2 separate regions of the Gossypium hirsutum genome follow, and region 1 is linked to region 2. A link is a contact called in public Hi-C data. All regions are on one chromosome and are shown on one strand. Each heading gives the region's core, a stretch centred on a gene start, on an enhancer-like site or on the middle of the called end of the contact. The rest is flanking DNA. Distances are from core to core; before and after follow the strand shown.

What was found. A called contact is a pair of places that touch in the nucleus more often than the background predicts.
Region 1: a Hi-C map of leaf shows a contact between it and region 2, with 2.4 times the contacts expected there. The contact joins the promoter of LOC107886311 here to the promoter of LOC107886420 in region 2. A contact is called at or near these places in 10 of 34 Hi-C or Micro-C datasets (anther, callus, hypocotyl and 2 more).

What each region holds. Positions count from the first base shown.
Region 1 is chrA03:81,178,750-81,181,449 of Gossypium_hirsutum_v2.1, forward strand. LOC107886311 (protein BRASSINAZOLE-RESISTANT 1) reads right to left here and starts at 1,299. Exons shown (of 2, transcript XM_016810210.2): 1 at 813-1,299; 2 at 1-539. The coding sequence starts at 1,052.
Region 2 is chrA03:80,965,955-80,968,654 of Gossypium_hirsutum_v2.1, forward strand. LOC107886420 reads right to left here and starts at 1,305. Exons shown (of 6, transcript XM_016810373.2): 1 at 552-1,305. The coding sequence starts at 755.

The DNA of each region.
Region 1 (2,700 bases), core at 49-2,548, 210 kb after region 2:
GGCAAAGGTTTCACAAGTTTAAAAAAAGTTGGAGAAGTCGGCACTTGAGATGTAGAAGGTGCAAACTTTTGAAAGCTTATCCATTGTCCAGATTCAACCGTAGATGTATCGGATTCATCACATTCCGGTATAGTAGCCGGGGCATGAAAATGACGGTGGGTAGGACTAGCTGGGGCAGAAACAGCATAAAAAGGGTAGTTAAAAGAGGCCATGGATTCCTTTGCGATGGTTTCCCAGTTGGGAAGGGGCTTAGGATTTCTTGAGGTAGGAGATGAAAGTGGGGGTGTAACAGGGGCACTGTTTGAGATTCTGAGTGGAGGCAGAGATGAAGGAATGGCGTTTCGAAGGAAGGGAAGGAGAGTAGAGGGGTTATTAGCATCAAACCTAGTGGGACTAGGGTAGGAAGAGGAGGAAGGACTGACTTGACATGAAGGAATTGGACTTGGAAATGCAGATGATAATGGACTTGGATTTTGGGATGAAAATAGGGTAATCTTACTTGAGCTTCCACCTATATCTATTGGAGGTGGCTTACATCCCTGAACAAACAATTTCAATTAAAACCCAGAATTTATCAGCACCATAAAAACTCCAACTCAACAAAATCAAAATCAATATCAAACTGAAACCGAACAGATCAAGGGAAAGGAAAAAGCCCGGAAAGCAATTTAAAAAAAATAAAGAAAAAGAAAAAAGAACTAGATCCAACATGAATTAGCACAAACAAATGAGCATTGAAGTTATAAAAAAGAATGCAGTTTCTTTCACAGAGATCTAAGATTGTGAAAAGAAGAGAAGGGTAAGTACGAAACCTTGCGATAAGTAGTGCCATCATCTTCTACGACCCAACCAGCCTCGGAACAAAGAGCCTTGAGGACCTCATTGTTATCACAGTGCTTGGGCAAATTGTAGTTCCCTTGAGCTCTAAGGCCAGTATAAATCTTAGCAGCAATGGCTCTTCTCCTCCTTTCTCTCCTCCTGTTATTCTCCCTCTCCCTCCACGACGGTTTCCTCCTTGGAGCCGGCGTCGACGTCGCCCCATCCGATGTCATCTCTCCCTCTCTCTCCGGCGTGAAGGTGCGTTGTAGAGGATTATAACACCAAACAAAGAAAAAGAAGGAAGAAGTGGAGAAGATCACGAGTCACGAGGAATACGCTTTAGCTTGGGTGGAAACAAAAAAAAAAAACGTTAAAAGAAGAAAGAATCTTTGGGTGTCTCGGTTTCAGACCCAAATGAATACGACGAAAAGGGGAGGGAAATTACATTACACAGTCTATAAATGGTGATGGAGGGCATCAGATCCAAGCCCGTTTTACAAAATAGAAAAGAATTCATTCACTCAGAGAGGTGTGTGTTGGGCTCAAAGACAAATGCAACCCACAATGAATCAGGCCTTGTCTCTATTTCACCAAGTAAGGATACATATATCTTTTTAATCAATATTTATTTTATATGCTTTAACCTCATCTATTTCAAGCTTTTTAATTAATTAAAATTTGAAAATTAAATATTCTCTAACCAAAATTTTTAGAACCACTACTTCGTATGCTTCGATTAAATACATCACTGAAAAACATAAAAAAAAATTAATTCAACTTGATTTTTAGCTTAATTTTATCGGTTTATACCAATTTGTGGGTCAATCAATTTGATGTCTCTCTCCAAACTGAGTTCAATTAGTTTAACACAACTATGACTCTAAACCTCTACACTTAGTATACTTAGAATTTAGCCCTCCAACTTTTATTTTCAAAAATCTAATCGTTTAATTTTATGAATGTAAAAATCCGTCTTCAAATTATATATAACTAAATAATATTAGGATAAAAATTAAAGAATAATAATTAAATATTAAATTTAAGCAAACACGAAAATTAAAAATTAACTATCTTTCATAAAATGAAAAAGGAAAAAGAAAAGAAGCTGGGGGCGTGTGACACTTGTCTTCATGAGGAAGGTCCTTTTATTTATAGGTTTTAGTATGTTATTTATTGGCTAAATTATAAAGTGAAGATGTAAATATTATAATATGCATTCTTATTATATTTGAAATTTAATTTTCATAATTTTATTTCTAGGAATTTAGTCTTTCTATTTTTTAAAATAAAAAAATAGGTTTATTTGTTAACATTGTTATAATTCTTTTATTAAATTTGTTATTATGACATTTTGAAATTAAAAAAAAGTTACTCATTTGGTATCTATGTAACAAAAAATGACATTGTAATGTATCTAAATTTAATAGTGTTACAATTCTTAAAATTTCACAAAAGGATTTTAATCATAATAAAATATTTAGACTCACAAAAAATATTATAAGGATCAAGGTACTAAATTATGTCAAAATTAAAGTATAAAGATTAGATTTTAAATTTGAGCAAAAAATAGGGATCAAAACTAAATTTTAATCATTCTTATATAATCTCAAAAGAGTAGAGAATTAAAACTGAAATTTAGACATTATCTTTTCATATAAAGAAAAGTACAAGTATCATTTATATACAGTAGTAATTTAGTCCTTTTTATTTTTCATGCTATATATTATGATAGACTGATCTGAGTAGGATACTAAATGTATGTTTATTATCTGTATATAAGCATGTAATGTATGTTTGTTATCTGTATATAAGCATGTGGAGCATGTCTAATCTGTAATTTCTGTATCTGTTTTCTGTAACTGTTTTTGGGGTGGGATTTGT
Region 2 (2,700 bases), core at 55-2,554:
CATTAAAAAATTGACTAAAAATCCAGAAAAATAAAAATCCATTGTAACAATCCAGAATAGCATCATACATTAGGTAAAATAATTAAAAATTCCAGATCCAGGGACGAACACTTACATGCAATCAAAACCCACATCCAAAACCTCAAATTTGTATTTTGTGAGAGGTAAAATGTCATTGTTTTTATTTGATATAATGATACCGATCAAATTCAAGCAAATATAGAGAGATTGTTTAAAATTTGCAGTTTTATTCAAAAAAAAACTTATAAAACAGGACATTTAATTGTTTTAGAGAGATTATTTAATGCAAAATCACCCAAAAAGATATGAATTCATGTAGTGAACCAAAAGCTTTACTAGCAAACATTTAATCATAAAAATAAAAACTTCCAATTGAATCCACATTACCTTAAAATTTCAAAATTAAATTGACTTGATCTTGAAAAAAAAATCAACATTATAAAGAAAAAAATCAAGAGGAACCAATTTCCAGATCAAGCAGCAGAACCCATTTTCCACCAAAACTGAAAAAAAAAAAAACAAAGAATTACCAGCCAATGCCACCCGCCAAGTCCAACAGCCTTCTTGACCACGCCTTGAAGACCAACGAGCACAGATTTAGTACGGTTATTCCCGGTGACAACCACCTTAGTATGACGTGGCAGAACCGAGAGCTCTTCTTCACTACTGTCTCCGCAGCTCTGAAACTGCGAGAAACCCCCGCCATTGACGGAACTCTCCATTGCCTCCAACATAGTTTCTCCAACAAAAAGAAGCCCCAACTCAGTGAGTCAATCAGGTGGGTCAAACTCGGTAAAAAATTCAAAGCTAAGGATCAAAATTACATTGGATCGGAAGATCATGCATTGGTGAATACGTATATGTTATTATCGTAAGCAAAGGAGAGAGAGATTAAGAAAAAAATATGGGATTTTTGTGGAGAAGAAATAGAGAGAGAGAGAGAGAGAGAGAGAGAGAGAGAGAGAGAGAGAAAACACAATTCAGAGAGGGAAAGAAAACAAGAAAAAACAGAGCATTTTCTAGTGAGAGAAAGACGAGTTACTGGTTTTTGTTTATTGGTTGGTGCCGCTAGGAATCCCGACAAACCGAAATGGACCAATTAAGGAATGCCACGTAAGGATGTTATGGTTTTCTCATCAATCATGCGTTACAGTGAGGTAGAGAAAATTTTCTAAAACGCCACTAGCGGTTTTTTCTTCAAGGAGCGGTTTTATTTTGTGGGGGTTGACCGTTTGACTAGCAGTAAAATGGAGTACGTGGGTATGGAAAAATGGCCTCATTGCCCTTCCATCAAATTTCTAATCTAGGTCGAATTTTAAGATGTCTCGTGGAAGAAGGAATTAATTAAGAAAAACTTTTGAAAATACTTTTGGTCATGGGAAACACATGATAATAGTACAAAATTTTCTTCTAAAATTATTTTTATTGAACGTCACTAAAATTATTTTAATATATTTTTCTTTCCTTTTCATGCTATTGAAAATTTTTTTAATGTTTTTTTTAATTTTTTATAAGTGTTATAAATACAATTAAAGTATATAATATAAATATTAGATTTTGTCACACGCGATAGAAAAAAATTCTATATTAAAATTATTTTTTTTTAAAAATATTATATATTAAATCAATATAGGTGAAGCAATAATAAATTTATATTTGAATATTATTATATACGTGTTTGATCTTTGAATTTTTAATTTTTAATTCTTTTATTTAAAGATGGTACCAAAATATGAGAAGATAAAATGTCATCATAATAATATTAATTATAATTTAAAAGGAGTATTTATGTAATTTCATAACTAAGTTGGTGACCCAATTAAGGTAACACCAATTTAGTATAATGCTTAAATATAGTATAGATGTACAAAAATACAATATAAATACATGTCCAAGTAATCACAAATATCAAATTATTATAGCACAAATAAATTGTCCAAGTTGTCATAAGGAAGAATCAAATTATTATAATACAAACGAACTAAGAACTGATACAATCCAAACTAAAGCCAATGAGTTGAACTAAAATCTGCAAATGGCAACCGCACAGGATGGGACACGGAAACCCATGCATATAATTGCACATAATGGGGCTCGAATCTGGGTATTCAAGACCTTTTCCAATTGTTCAAGGTTTGCAAAATGTCTTTTATGGCATAATAGAATATAATTACAAGTATAAATAAATGTTTGGGAAACTATAAACTAGAATCAAATCATTACAATGCAGAGACAAATAAAGAATTGTAAATGATTCAAAAACTTCCACTTACACAATTGTGTGTGATGTAACTAGAACTTGGATACTAACTCAATGCCTGGGACCTCGTCCTTTCTTAATAATATATTGACCAAAGATCCATCTTAGAAAATAAGGTTGTTCCCTTCAGTTGATCAAACAAATCGTCAAATGAGGTAGCGGATACTTATTCTTTATGGTGACTTTATTCAAATGTCGATAGTCGATACATAATCTCAAAGCTTTCTTTTTCACAAACAACATTGGAGCCCCCCAAGGTGACACAGTTAGTCGAATAAATCCCTAATCTAAAAGTTCTTGGAGTTGAGATTTCAATTCTTTCAATTCACTCGAAGTCATTGACCGCTTTTGGACGTACCAACATCTAGAGTAGAAATCTTGCACAAAATATATGAAAAGGCGGTATCTAGAAGTATACG